Linked DNA regions of Mus musculus: regions 2 and 3 are each linked to region 1. The links are chromatin contacts, called in public Micro-C maps. All regions are on one chromosome and are shown on one strand. The core of a region is the stretch at or near the end of the contact, and the rest is flanking DNA. Distances in the headings are between cores, read along the strand shown.

Region 1 (5,157 bases), core at 683-3,182:
CTTTAACTCCAGCTCCAGGGAGTCTGATACCTTCTTCTAGCTTCCGCTGACACATGCACTCATGTGCACACAGACACCCATCCACATAACAAAAGATAAAATCTGTCTTTTTAAAAATGAGTTAGCTTTTTGTATCTTAACTTGTTATATTAATGTATACTATAATGTATATACAATTTGAATATAGTATGCATATTATTTTTCCAATTTTTATTAGATATTTTCTTCATTTACATTTCAAATGCTATCCTGAAAATCCCCTATGCCCTCCCCCCTCCCTGCTCCCCTACCCACCCACTCCCACTTCTTGACTAATATAATATATTATAAACACATTATAATATAATTATATATTATATAATAATATACTATATTATAAATATATCAAAATAGTATATGATGTGAAGATAACATTTCAAAACTATATAGGTTTCCTTTGTGTGTTTGGTCTTACACATTTAAATGCTGCATCATGTTTTCATGCCTCGTGAGAATTACTCTAGTGAGAATGAGTGTAGAGATTTTTGTTAGACTCATTGAGAGCCTTAGGGTTTAGACTATCACCTGGCACAGGATAATTAATAAATCTTTATAGAACCACTTACTTAGAAGGAGAACACTTCTGTTCAGCATTTTGGATGTCATTCCATGAAGCATCTCCTGTTATGTGTTTCTAGGAAAATGCCTGTCATCTTTCATGCCCTGTATGCACTCCTCTGTGCCCGTTCCTCCTGCCTCTGATTCCTGGCCATTGCTTTTGACAGTTGCTCTGACTGTAGTGGGCTTCCTGCCTCTTTGGTTGCAAATGGAGAGTCTCTACATTAGCTGAATAATGCATGCATTCTCTGATTCTCAAGCTCTACTTCAGGGTCTGCATAGAAGTAATGGACCTGTGGCACAATGGATGGGTGTTAGCAATGGTCCATGGGAAAGAAAGCTAGTAATATGATAGAATATGGAAATCCATGTTGCTTGCCAAAACTAAGAGGAATGTCTACAGTGCAACAAACATACTCTGTGCTTGACACAGTATGGCCAACATTACCAGAATAGGATTGCTCCTGATGATGGAAGTAGAGAAGATGGGCCCAAGCCATTGTGAGAAAAAGACCTCAGTGAATAAGGAGTCAGCTACATGGAGAAATACACACACATGCATGTTGATGAGCCAGGAATAAGCAGTGTACTGAGCTTGCATTTCTGCATTTGTTTTACTGCATAAAAAGAGAAAGCCCAGATCCAAAGAGTCAAACAGAAACCAGCCTGGGAAGCATGAAGTGTTTTGCTCCCTGCACTTTCTAGCTGGGCCAGGGCCTCATCTCAAAGTGTTAAATATCTCCCCATTTCCTCATTATAAGGGTCTGTCCCATGAGTTTACAATCTTCTTTGTACCTCTTTGTGAATATTACTTTCTTCCCCATGAACAACATTTGGGGTACAATGCTCATCTGAACTTAGTCTCTGTTTCCTGCAACCTGCATGGCTATGGGTAAGCAGAAAATACAGTGTAAATATGGGCTAAAAATTAGCAAGTTGCTGTAGACATAAGTTAATAGAAGTCATCTGTCTTCATCAAGTTGCCTCTGATAAATTCTCTCCTTTTTCTCTTGTTTCTCTGTCTCTGTCTACCTCTGTCTCTTTCTGTCTCTCCCCCCCCCCTCTCACACACACACCACCACCACCACCACCACCACCACCACCATCATCATCACCACCACTACCACCGACAAAATCACAAGAATCAGACTGGGATGTTAGTGGGCATTTCACACCACAATCCATACTCCAGGAATACCCAGAAACTCCCAGTCTCTATTTTCTTCTCTCACTTAATAACATCCCAAGCAGGACTCCTTGAAGATATCTCTCTCTGAAGGCCATCTCTTTAGATGTCAAGGTGGCCTGGCAGCTTCAGCTCTGCTCTGCTTGTGGAAGATAAGTTATCAAGAAATTCAAAGGCAGTTAGGTTGCCCTTTACAAAGCTTTGTCTGTGGTAAGTGTATTTGCCTTCTTTCTTTAATCTGAATATACTTATCAGGCTAACAGAAACAGCAGTCTTTGGGTTGGAGCCTTGGCTGATCAACAATGGTTTTACAAAAGGGTGTGTTAAGTTTATGTCATTTTGTAACCGAAATCCCTTTAACTGCTACAAACCCTCTCCTAACTGTGTGTGAGACTGTTTAATCCTGCCTCCTTAAAGCTAAAGAACTTCAGATGAGTTCAAATGCTCATCAGTATTTAGTGCATCCGTTAAGCCTGGGGAACTATGCTCCATCTTCATATGGCATTTATTTCAAATGTGCTGTTATGCTTCCCCTTCTATTTAAAGAAAGATGTCTAGCAATTATAATAACTTGACTCAAGAATCAAATATTTAGGGCAGCAAACCATGTCTATTTCAGGCATCGCAGCTGACGTACATTCTTGGGACCTACAGGATAAACACAGTATTTCATTTCATGTTCCTAAAAAGGGAAATAGCCATGAGCAAAATGAAAAGGCTTTGTTTCCACACATGTGTGCAGCTAGCGGGAGTCTGGGCAGTGGAGCCAGGCTGTTAATACAGGTCTGACACAGTCTATGATTGAAGACATTTAAGAGGTTAACGTATTTCAGTCTCACACAGTGACTGAAAGAAGTGTATGTCTATAGAGTCATCATACATTAGCAGAGCCTGTAATTATTATCCTAATGGATCTTATCAAAACCAGCAAGAGCTAGGCAAGAAATGGATAATTACAGGGTGATCACAGGGAGATGTGTTTTCTCTCCCCAAAAGCTTTCCATCAGCATAATGACCAAAGTATCTGGGGCCCATTTGGAGGTGCATTAACCAGATGATGTGAGTGCTAAGTCACTGATTTAATTAGCTCTGTTCACCAAAGATTAGTGCAATCGAGAGTCCCCTCACCCTATGTCCCCTCCTCATAAAAACTGCCCTCCCTTATAGCTGACAGTCACTCCTCCTCTTAGAATAACCTTGTAAAGGTCATAATTTCAAAGATAATTTGTATAGCTTTGTCCAATGAGTATCTAATATTCCATCTATTTATTCCATTTATCCATCCATCCATCCATCCATCCATCCAAATACATCCATCTATCCAACTGTATTTATCCATCCATTCTTCAATCAGCTCATCCATCCCATCTTAATCCATGTAGACAACTACATCCATCCATCTCTATCCATCTATCCAAAAACCAATCCATCCCTAGACCTATCTTCTTATGTATTTTCAAAATGTGTCTAAGATATCTGTAAAGCATATCATCATTAAATACAATTAAGTATCTTTAAAAAAAATCAAATGCAAAAACATAAAGCAAGAAAGAGGGATATGATTGTGAGAGAAAGACAGACAGACACAGTAAAGTATAGTAAATATACATGAAAGCACCTAGTCCTGTAAGCTTAGTTGAGGGTGTTTTTGTCATAGTCACCTTGGTTTCTTTTCTTCCTATATATCAAAAGAAATGTGTATATATATATATATACATATATATGTTATACATATATACATATATATATATATACATATATACATATACATATGTTATACATATATACATATATATATATATATATATATATATATATATATATATATGTTCTGTATGTCTCTCTAGTGTGTATATACACACACAGATTTCAAAATTAATTATATCATTAAGGCAAAAAGGGAGCCACTAACTGAACAGAAATACAACTGTTTTGTTTTCTGAATCAAATACTATTCCCTCAAGGTCTTCATAAGGGGGGCAATGATGTAGATGTGACTGTCTATTGGCATCCCACCTTAACATAAGGGCACATTTCTTGTGGCTGCTTCCTTTAATCCTTCTTAGTGAAGTCAGCAGCCTAACACCCAGGTGAAAATGAACCAAGTCAATTGGATGGAAAACCTAATGAACATCTCTTAACACCTTTTGCCATTATAATAGCTTAAGTAGCAACACTATAAGCTTTCTAGAACCAGTTTGTTTTCTTCCAGGATACTAAAGTCAGTTATCTGAGACAGTAAAAGGAGTTGAGTCATCTTGTGAGTCTTTGGAGATGAATGCCTTGTCACTTAATGTTTCTCAAACAAATTAATCCTTATGTTGCAAAAGTAGGCATTCTTTTTGTTGTTGTTGTTGTTGTTGTTGTTGTTGTTTCCCTTGGTCGTTTAGACATTGCGCTTTCTCAGAGTAACTGGAGGTTTAGAAACTGGGTGAAAATACTCCATGGAGAAGCTTTGGAGAAGTAGCCAGGCTCTGCCACTGCTTCCAGTGCCTGCTTATGCAAGAATGTCACGATGGTTGATTTTGTGTCAGCCTGTCTGGGTCATGGCATTCAGAGATGCTGCTGACAATTATTTCGAATGGCTATCTGACATGGTTTAGGGTGAGATTTGTTTTAAATCACTGAATTATGATGATTGCTTCCGTATGTGAGTGGATTTCATAAGAGTAGAAAAAAGTCTTGACCACCCTTCTCCCAGCAAAAGGATTTATCAACAGATTGCTTCAGACTTTAGCTGCGGATGCCCTTGGCTTTTAGCATGCTGGCCTCCCACCTACTTTGGAGTCACTAAGCCTCTACAATCACTGTGACTGATTCCTTGAAGTAAACTCACACTATAGACATAGATGCTGTTTTGAAGAACCATGATGGGCACACATGCATCTGCTCACTGGTTACTGGCATCATGATTACACTCATGAAGTCCTTGTGTAGTCATGCTAGCCACCACCCATTCATAACCATACCACAGTAATTCCTGCCACCCCCATGCCCTCTGGTCTGCTGAAATCCTTACTTGGGAATGAATGCAGCTGATCTGCTCTAAGCATGGGCCCCAGTGACAGGCAAGCTTGGTCCTGGAAAGCCCAGCTGCGATGACCCTGATAAACAAACGGTCTGCTTGGGCTCCCATTTTCTTTCTCTCGAGGAGAACCATGGCTGCCGAATCAAGCCAGACCTGACGAGGCGGTTCACAAAAGTAACCTCTCAGAAGAGATAAGTAGGACCTGGGAGGGTATCAGGGCCCACCGGGGGATGGTTAAGATGGTGGAGAATAAACACTGGAGGCCTGTATGGCTTCTCTCCAACCCCCTAAAATAATGGGTACTAGTTAAGAATGTGAAATGCAAACAACCTTCTGGAATTTTCCA
Region 2 (5,157 bases), core at 1,678-4,177, 500 kb after region 1:
GCTGAGCAAGTAGGGAGCTGAGGGAATTTTCAAATTTTGGTGTTCTGAACTTGTGTTGATGCTCCCTTAAGTTGTGTTTTGAAGCTTAATATTCCACGTGATAAGATACAAAGATATGGGGCTTTGAGGGGATAATTAAGAGTTCTTTTGTAAACTGTTTTAATGTTACTAGATAGCATAGAAAAGTGACCCAGAAAGCTAGCTAAACTCTCCCACAATACATAGTGACACTGAGACTTCTCCATTTAGAAGAAAGTGGTACTATACCAGATACTGAATTTGATTACAAATAAAGATCTATGATCTATAAGCCACTCAGTTTATGATATGAAAGTTTGAATGGACTAGAACCCTGGGAGTCAATTCCATCTTCCCATACATCAATGAATCCATCCCCATCTGTCTTATTCAGGGTTTCTATTCCTGCACAAACATCATGACCAAGAAGCAAATTGGGGAGGAAAGCGTTTATTCAGCTTACACTTCCACATTGCTGTTGATCACCAAAGGATGTCAGGACTGGAACTCAAGCAGGTCAGAAAGCAGGAGCTGATGCAGAGGCCATGGAGAGATGTTCTTTACTGGCTTGCTTCCCCTGGCTTGCTCAGCCTGCTCTCTTATAGAACCCAAGACTACCAGCCCAGGATGGTCCCACCCACAAGGGAACCTTCCCTCTTGATCACTAATTGAGAAAATACCCCACAGCTGGATCTCATGGAGGCATTTCCCCAACTGAAGCTCCTTTCTCTGTGATAACTCCAGCTTGTCAAGTTGACACAAAACCAGCCAGTACAGCATCCTAAGAGCTAGCTCAAGGTCATACCCAGTCACTATCATCACAAGTCAGGAAGATGGGATAATCAATTAGATCTGAACAAATCTTTGTATTCTAGATTTATATTGTGTGAAAAGGCCAAAGCTGCTTTACACACATGAATAACCCCATCCTTCTAGAGAGGTACACGCCCCCCCCCCCAGTACAATGCAGGGAATTATTGACCATCAAACAATTATACAATCTCTTTGGAAAAATAAAAAGGAAAATGTCTCTTGGCCTCAGTAGTCATGATCCTCACTGAAGAGAATCTGTCTGTCTTTGCAGTAGATGAGTGCCTATGAAAACCAAGTTCTTTAGGGCTGGTAATGACTCCCATCTATTCCTTTATGTCTGTCTTCTCTGATCCTAGTTGAACTGAGAGCTGAGGTAAGTTGTGTTGGCAGGTAGATCAGATTCCATACTCACTTTCCGACTTCTTCAAGTTACTTAGAGCTTTAGCAGCTGAAGGTACACATGCCACCCCACTGTAAACCTCATGAATATTCATGCCCCCTAGAACTTGTCCATTGCTCTATTATGGTTTAGGCATTCTGTGGCACTTATTTATTTTCCATCTTTATTTTATTCTCAAGTTGTCACTTTTGTGTTACTTGAAATGATATCCAGGAAATCCATGCAGATACTTAGATCTGCCTCTGAATTGTGCTATTTATTAAAGCCGAGATGGCTTATTGGTCTTACATATTGGCAGATGCTGGAGAAACCAGGGCTGGTGTTTAGGAATGACACTAGAAATAAGAGAAACATGAATGGAGACTAAGGGACAACTTTATCATATTTGCCAAAAGATAAACTACCCAAAGCATTACTATCAAAAAAGTACAATAAATTCATTAACCTATGCAAGCCTTTATTTTTCTGTGCACCTGTCAAGACCTTCCTCTTAGAACTGAAGATGCTGGGGATGAGTAAACTGGAGCTGAGGGGTCTGACCTGAGTTTGGTGATGGCAGAAGTTCATAGGAAAGCCAGAGGGTGTTCCAAAGCTGGTTTCAAGAACAATAAATAACTTTTATTTACATATTTATTTATTTATTTATTTATTTTTGAGGCAGGGTTTCTCTGTATAGTCCTGGCTGTCCTGGAACTCACTCTGTAGAGCAGGCTGGCCTGGAACTCAGAAATCCACCTGCCTCTGCCTCCCAAAGGCTGGGATTAAAGGCGTGCGCCACCATGCCCGGCATAACTTTTATTTCTAATTAACCAGTTAACATTAATCATCTCATCAGCCTCCAATCTAAAATAGTTAGGAGAAAACTGAAAAGCAATTAATAAAATCTGAGGGATTCTTAAGGTCATTTAAAACAAACAAGAGAGTTGAGAATGGAGAGCAAAGAAAGCCCAAGTGTGCTGGGATGCTGGTGAGGTAGCAAAGACCATTTTCCTACGATTCTTTTTTCAGGTGGGGGTAGAGTAGGAGCTGTCCAGAGTTCTGTGTTGACCAGGATGATAGCTGTTGTCAGAGAAATTTGTGTCTTCCCAGTAAACACCTAAGTCCACAGATCTAAAATCTTCTCAAGGATTAACAGCATTTACAAGCTCATTTCCCATGGTTTTGCAGAGGTTAAAGAGATCACGGCCAAGCAGCTTCCAAGCATGGAAAAAGGAGGTAATCAAATTGGCTCATATCCCAGGAAATGGTGAGGTCTATTTACTGAACAATATGAGTTGGCAGAAAGGAGCAGTTTTATATCCACACTTGTGTGTGTGTGTGTGTGTGTGTGTGTGTGTGTGTGTGTGTGTTTGTGTGTTGTGTTGGGGAATCCAGATATTCCATGGAAACAGAAGCTTAATTGGTTTTCCTGAGAAACTTCCTTGGTCAGTGATCCCTTCTACTCAGGGAAGCTTAGTTCCTGGTCTCTTTCACGTTACATGGTAGAAGCCCATGGTGCTTACTCCCTCATGGTGTGCTTTCACATTGCCATCCTTGGGGACAATTTTTAGAAACTCAGGACAGTCTCCTTAAATGTGCCAAGAAGCAGCACAAAGATATGCACAATGTGGGTGGCAATGGTCCAAGGGCCTTCAGTAGAGTGTAGCCAACAAGGTTTTGATAAGTGGCCAGTTATCTGACCTTGATGAACATCAGCTGCCTTGTCTCTACATGATTCTGGCTTTTGGTAATATCAGCAAGATGACTACCATCTTTGTGAGTCTTTAAATATTGTGCAAGTGCTCAGTGAGTATTCATATTAACAAACAAAAACTTTTCTCATCACATATCAATTGATATTCAAGTGCAAACTATTTATGAACATATTTTGGATATAATCATCATATACACACTCTGAATTCATTCCATATTGAACAGGTTCTGTACAAAGTGAGACTCCATAAGGGAAAATCTATGTGTTCTATATAGTCAATGACTTGTTTCCCTCTATGCCTCATCCTCTCTTAGACTGACTGAAAGTAAACCAGTGACTCTTGCTATGAAATATGTGATATGACATGACACTCTCAGAAGAATCATTTCACCAGGACTTGCACATGCTAGTGAAGAATGAAGCTGTACATTGGCTATGGTCTGATGAATAGTTCTTGCCCATATGGCAAGTTTCTCTATTCTCTCTATACCAGGGGTTCTTAACCTTCCTAATGCTGTGAACCTGTAATAGAGTTCCTCATGTTGTAGTGCCCCACAACCATTTTCACTGATACTTCATAATCTTGCTGGTACTATGACTTGTAAATGTTTTTGGGAGTAGAGGTTTACCAAGGGGGTCCATTAGGCTACACAGTTCTGAGATGACAATACAACATTGGAGAAGAATCCTAAGAGTCACTCTTTGCAACCAACACAGTGATCTATGGAATTATAGTAAGGCATTGGGAGATTTTCAATAACTAGTGAGAAAAATATAGTCCATTTAACAAAACTGCATACTTACTAGCAAGAAATTCCAGTAAGAGGGAGATGGCAAACTGACTTAGGAAGGCTATGTGAACCTGTGTTTAGCGTTGTCAGTGAATGCTCTTTTAGATAGTCACTTTTGACAACTTGGGTCTTGAGGACTGCTTGTTATGAGAGAAGAATGACACTTCAGGACCATTCTATGGAGAGCTAGGTCAGATGAAAGTCCACGAATATGGCCTGTGAATATGCTGTGTCACTGGGGGTACTTCAATGCTCAGAGTTTGTGAGTTGGAAGGGAAATGGCACCTTGGTGGTGGCTATGATTTGGTGATTGATGGCTTATAAGCAAAGGAATCAAGTGATTGGATTAGTGTCTTATAAATTGTATTTTAGTAATATTACTAGGAAAATCAGTACATGGGGAATGTGTAGAAAGAGGAAGCAAGTACAATCGTGACTTCTTACCCACCTCAGCTCTGGAAATCATGCCCAAGCCAAAACATCTTTAAAGTGGAAATGGTCAGGTCAAGGCCATGGACAAAACACTCGGCTCATGTTATTCAATAGCTGCTTGGAAATTCAGAGCATGAGTCACATTCATTACTGGAAGGACTTTCCACAGTGATGTTTAGGAACATTTATACATAATTTGTTTAGGAGTTCAAAGGGTGCAATAGTTGGAAGAATGGCTGCCATCCACAAATTTGTCCTAATGGGTGAATTTCAGCATCTTGGAAATGTTATAAGTCGAGAATGAATCACTAGAGTTAACTGATCATTTGCTGGACCAATCTGGTATGCTGTTGACAGGCAGATGCAGCCAGTGGTGCCTGGTTTCTGTGAATATGTGGGTTTGCTATCTTGCTACTTCTCAAGTATCATTTTGGGTTCTGATATCTTTTGAATGAATAAATGAGTGAACTGGATCAAGTGAAAGGTACATTACTACAATCTGTTAAAGAAAAGCCAACCCCTGTGCCAAGACCGGAAGAAAAGTCTCCCAGGGAATGAGCCAAAGTCACCATCTTTGCTTGGGAAAATGTGGCCAATAATTATATCTGAACTGTGAAATAGAAGGTTTTTTTGTTGTTGTTGTTTTTGGTTTTTTTTTTTGGTTTTTGTTTGTTTGTTTGTTTGTTTTTGTTTTCTGCCTCATGTTGGCAGAGAGGTTTCGACCACATGTGTTGTATATTGGTTAGTGGTAGACACTAGTTAATCTTGCTTTTATTTTCTTGCACTGATCACAAGGATTTTTATTTCACTCTACTAGAAAGTTATGAGAGGGGCACCATTGTCCTCAGAGATACTAATGTGAATTTGGGACAGATGATAACAAAAACCTGATCTTTGAGCAGGAGAGATGTAGACAGTGAGTGCATTGAAGCTGTAGCGCTGGTATATGATTGATTGATTGATTGATTGATTGATTGATTTTACCTTCAGGTGATGGGGTTGGATGTTAG
Region 3 (5,157 bases), core at 1,676-4,175, 490 kb before region 1:
GAAAATCTTCAGGAGCCCTGTCCAGGCAGTGATGTGGACGTCTACTGTTAGGCTCCCTGTGAGATCCAAATGAGAGCTGCACCCCGGTTCTCTCAAGTTGCTTATTTGCATCTGCACTTAAACCCAGAGGCCCCAAGGTCACGTGTTAGGATACTATATGGGTACCATACATTTCAAAGTTGCTCATGGAAATGAGCGACTTGCTCCATAGTAACATGTCCTCAAATGGCGATCCCACATGATGAAGGAGAACCCACCTGGCGCATCTGAGACAGGCTTCTGTCGTCAGATACTTTCCTTTTGGATTTCAGGTTCGGATCACTACTTCAGAATATTTTACTTACAACGTTGGCTGTGTGTTTGCAAATGCCGGTGCGATGATTAAAAAAAAAATCAATATAATATTTCACTGTGTTGTGCTTGATGCAGAGCTAGAAATTTCTGTAATAAACAAGATGGATGAAAGACTTCTGAAAATCAGGCATATGAACTTTAAATTATTTTTATAAGTTCTTAAGGTGCTCTTATTTTTTTCTGGTTTCTTATATACAATACTTAGTTATTTACTTGAAGGGGGAAAAAACCCTTAGTGTGGGCTAGGGAAATGGCTCAGGCAGTAAGAGTACTTGCCATGCAAGCAAGCACATCCAAGTTCTATCCCCATTATCCATGAATGAGGCCTAATGACAGTGTGCATTGTTATACCAGTGCCCGGGAGATGAGGATGGGTGGATCCGTGGTGCTGGCTAGACAGACAGCCCAGTAGAATCCACAAGCCCCAGGTCCCAGTGTGAGACCCTTGTCTCAGGACTGAGCCTGAGGAGGAACAACACTGGAGGCCCTGGTTCCTACATGTATGGGCATATAAGTCATGCACATCCATTCGACGGTCTGTACACAAATGGACTGGGAACACACATAAAAAGACTCCTTATGGCTATGAACTCTTCACTATGGGAGTAAAGACCTTTGCTGTTATTTGAGTTCATACAGGTATCATACCAACCCCGTTTACTCCTGAGAGATATGAATGCGTCCTTTCCACTAAAGAGATTGCATGTGGTCCTTGCACAACCCACATTGGATCATCAAGTTGAGAGACCTGTTTGAGATACCATGGCTCCTCTCTGGCCTGGAAGGAGTGTTGAGGAGCCAGGAGGCAGAGAAGAAGGTTCAGTACATAGTGTTTCACAGGTCCTGTTTGCCATGTTTGAGGTGTCTTCACCTCATAGACCCTGTCCCCCTCTTTTGGATATTTGTCCTTAGTTTTTCATTTTGAAGGAGTCCATCAAAGCCCTTGACTAGTTTGAGCTGAGGTTGGTCATATCCTATTAACACTGTACTAGCAATGGCCGGAGGCTTCCTGCGGATTGCTGTGTTGGCCTTGGTGATTATGGAGGGCATGGAAGAGTATCATCCTTAAATGCTAATGGCACTTCTGGGTAAAAACTGAAGAGTCCAAATTCTAACAGGTCCCCGGGTGTCTGTAGATTCAACATGTTACAGACAGAAGAAACCCTCGGACAGCTCCACAGATCTATGCTACCTGACTGCAGTGTCTGAGGCTCTCTTATCTGAAATAAAAACCAGGATAAACTTGTCTATAGGCCACTCATTCATCTGTGTTCTCTTTATCCTTTGACACCAGACCTCCATGGTGGTACCCAAGGCTCTCCTGTGTCCCCGCAGTTCATACCCCCATGCAGACAGAATGAGTTTTTGGATGCCTAGACTTTCCCAGAGACGAGCTTTGTTCACCTGGGAATTTGAAGGGCTTGGTCTGGTTTCAAAGAGTAACACATTCCCATTTTGCATCAGAAGCCAAAAACTATTTGGGTGTGTGTGGGGGGGACTGGTCTTAACCATCAGCTCTGAGACAGCTTTCGTGACCCCTGTGCGGTCGGTCCTGGAATGGAATTGTCATAGAGGAAAGTTAAAGAGGCCCAGTTTTGAAACAGGTTCTGGGACTTAACTCTCTTCAGGAGGCCTTTGGTCCCAACATCAGAGCTGAGACTCCATTCGACCATCTTTGTCTATCTGTGTTTTCTATCATGGTTCTGGAGTGTGAACAGCACTGTGCCCATTCCCTTGAAATACGAGAGGTGACGGGTCTCCGGGGTTTTCCCCTTTTTTAAAAAAAATTTATTTTTATTAGATGTTTTCTTTATTTACATTTCAAATGCTATCCCGAAAGTTCCCTATACCCTCCCCGCCCTGCTCCCCTACCTACCCACTCCCAAGGAGCTGAAGGGGTCTGCAACTCTATAGGTGGAACAACAATATGAACTAACCAGTACCCCAGAGCTCGTGTCTCTAGCTGCATATGTAGCAGAAGATGGTCTAGTCGGCCGTCACTGGGAAGAGAGGCCCCAGGGTCTTGCAAACTTTATATGCCCCAGTACAGGGGAACACCAGGGGTTTTCCCTTTTCAAGTCAGCTTGTAAAATGATTCCATTTCTGATTTGTGAGTTGCAAGGATTATAGGTGACCACCACATCTGAATTTTTTGTGGGTTCTGGGGATTTCAATGCTGGGCCCCTCACTTGTTTGGCAAGTGCTTTATCCACTGAGCTATCTTCGCAGCATCAGTGTCTCCGACAGACTCATGAGGATAGCCTGAAACACTATAGTCAAGGATGACTTTGAATTAGATCATTACTGCCACCCCACCCCCACCCCCAGTGCTGGGATTGCACGCATGTGCCACAATGAGTGTCTTTTATTTGGTACTGGGAATTGAACCAGGGCTTCATGCATGCTAGGCAAGTCCATGCTCTACACCCCAGGATAGACTTTACATTTGTAACCTCTCTTTTTATCCTGTAGCACCAAAGAGGATAATTGCTATCACTTGTGGTACAGCCAGGCTTGGTCCCCAAAGGGAAGCAGAGTCTGACCAGAGAAGCTGATCCTGGAAGTCAGTGAAAGCCGGTGGCCACAGGGGGGCACAGTTGGTTCTTGTTTGACCGAATAGCCTTTCAAAACAGCCTCTGCTTTGACAAAGGCCTTTCCCTGTGGTCCCAGGCTTGGAGACCAGCCAGGTTGTGGGTTGGATTTGTGTGGAGGCAGGGGAGTTTCTTCAGGGGACTGTTTCAGTGCGGATGTCCCTTGGATGAGCTCAATCCGAGGCCCAAATCTTTAAGTGAGCTTTGGAGGCCAGTCTGTTGAGATTTAAAATCTGTTCTTTGTGGCCCTGGAGGTTCTGGGAGTTTGTCCTGGGAGTTTGTTAAAAATAAAATTGTTTAGGACCTTATCCTAGACCTACCGACCCTAGCAGTGGGTGTGGGCCTCCGAGAATAGTTTAATAAGTCCTATGGGGTTCGGATGCACTCACATGTTGTGGACCATTGCAGCCCAGGCCCGGGCTCACGTCTGTCATCTGGCCAGCTCAGGAATGCTGTAATGCTATCAGCCTAGGACTCACATCAGCTCCACCCCACTTGCTCAAACCGGGAGAAGCTGCTACAAAGACCACCTCACCTCTTTGTATTAAAGGATCTTGGAGACCGAGCCACAGGTGCTTGCTTAAGTCACAAGGTGTCCTTCTGACCCTGTGGAAGCATCCAGTCAGATCTGCCTTCCTGGGGAATCTCAGATGGGAGCCACAGGCCTGGGAGACAGCAGGTCTGGCAGCCTGGGCAGAGTGAGAACGCAGGGAACAGGGTAGAGGTGGATGTGCCCAGATTTCTAATGGTCTCGTCCTCCCCGAAATGTTTGGGAGCCTCGAGGAGCCTGTCCCGATGCCAGCTATCTGTTCATTGGTGCAGGAAGTCCATTCAGCCTGCATTACTTTTAATGCATTTTGCAAGCAAGTGGCCTCTTCCTGTGACTCACTCCGCCTTTTGTGCACCGGAGGTTGTGGTTGGAAGTTTCACTTCGGAAAGTAACCACCAGTGCCTCCGATTTCTCCCGAGGCTGGAACCCCAACAAGTCACATGCATTTTGTAACAAAGAAGTGTAAATGGAGGTGCAGCCAGTCACGTTTCTGCTCTGTAAAAACATCCTTTTCTGAGATGGTCTGCAGAGCCAAGCTGAGAAGAAATGGGTTATATTTTCATTTCAGGACTTTGTGCTTTCTTTCCAGAATGTTCTTTGTCATCTTGATCCATTTTTCAGGATTATCTAAAAACAAAAAACAAACAAAAAAACAACAAAAAAAACCCCCCAAATCAAACCAACCCCCCAGCATTAGCTGATTGGGTGATCCATCCCTTAGCTGACTGAAAGTGACTCAGATCTGGACTGAAGTTTGGGTTCTGTCTACCAGGCAGCATGGAAATAATGATGGTAATAGGATTGGTTGAATAACAACGTGTATTTCATCAGGCTCTTCCCCAGTGGCCAATTCACGGGCTCTCTATACATTTATTTCTTCGGATAAGCCAGCAAAGGCTAAGCGGGCAAATTCTACAGGGCAGTTTTCTCAAGTTTAAAGACTCATCTTCAAAATGTTGTGGAGCTGAACCAAGTTATCACCACCCCTGTTAGTTGTAAAGCGATTTATGTGTATGAGTATTTTGACTGCTTGTATGTAAGTACCATGAGTGTGCCTGGTGCCTGTGGATGCCAGGAGAGGGGACTGGATGCCCCTGGAACTGGAGTCACGTGTGATTTTGAGTGATCCAATGTGACTGCTGGGAATCAAGCTTAGGTCCTCTGAAGCGTGTATGTGTACACACACACACACACACACACACACACACACACACACACACACACACATATATATATGTATATGCAGCCCAAAATGTTACTGTTATTTTGAGCTGTAACATGCTATGTGACTGAGGACAGCCTTGACTTTTGGATCTTCCTGCTTGCCACCACCTCCATTACAGGCATACAGCAGTGCTGGAAATTGAACTAAGGGCCTCACTCATGGTAGCCAACTACTCTAGCCAGCCAACGTGTTTTTCTGCTTTAATTCTTTTTGTGCACAACCCTAGTCTCTTCAGCATTAGTAAAGCCCAAATGCACTTAGAACTAAGTGCAGCTAAAGCCGTAGTCAGAGTTCCAGTTAGCATTAGTACTTACTACATTCTGGAAAGCTGATGTGGGCTTGAGAAACGGTACATTTGGATTTAGAAGAGATGCCTTTGATGTTTCACTTCTCACCTTGATTCTTTCAACTTCTGTGCAGGGAGGACAGTCATCGTC

The links. Hi-C and Micro-C count contacts between places; a contact is called where the count stands out from the background.
Region 2: a Micro-C map of granulosa cells shows a contact between it and region 1, with 2.8 times the contacts expected there. The contact joins two enhancer-like sites. A contact is called at or near these places in 4 of 484 Hi-C or Micro-C datasets (the AtT-20 cell line, CD4 T cells, cortical neurons and 1 more).
Region 3: a contact with region 1 is called in a Micro-C map of granulosa cells, with 4 times the contacts expected there. The contact joins two enhancer-like sites. A contact is called at or near these places in 2 of 15 datasets of contacts at CTCF or cohesin (large pre-B cells and pro-B cells), 4 of 484 Hi-C or Micro-C datasets (bone marrow-derived macrophages, cortical neurons, granulosa cells and 1 more) and 6 of 115 datasets of contacts at active chromatin or transcription factors (the NIH/3T3 cell line, astrocytes, bone marrow-derived macrophages and 3 more).

What each region holds. Positions count from the first base shown.
Region 1 is chr12:16,043,701-16,048,857 of GRCm38.p6, reverse strand. No RefSeq gene overlaps it. Among named protein-coding and RNA genes, the nearest start is that of Gm36235, 31 kb to the right of the region's middle. Within about 2 kb of position 1,932, at least 19 of the 459 cell types and tissues checked have an H3K27ac peak or open chromatin away from gene starts, as enhancers often do. A contact at or near this core is called in granulosa cells, where this site is marked.
Region 2 is chr12:15,541,876-15,547,032 of GRCm38.p6, reverse strand. No RefSeq gene overlaps it. Among named protein-coding and RNA genes, the nearest start is that of Gm40287, 62 kb to the left of the region's middle. Within about 2 kb of position 2,927, at least 5 of the 459 cell types and tissues checked have an H3K27ac peak or open chromatin away from gene starts, as enhancers often do. A contact at or near this core is called in granulosa cells, where this site is marked.
Region 3 is chr12:16,531,274-16,536,430 of GRCm38.p6, reverse strand. Lpin1 (lipin 1) reads left to right here. Exons shown (of 21, transcript NM_015763.4): 21 at 1-762. Among named protein-coding and RNA genes, the nearest start is that of Lpin1, 56 kb to the left of the region's middle. Within about 2 kb of position 2,925, at least 209 of the 459 cell types and tissues checked have an H3K27ac peak or open chromatin away from gene starts, as enhancers often do. A contact at or near this core is called in granulosa cells, where this site is marked.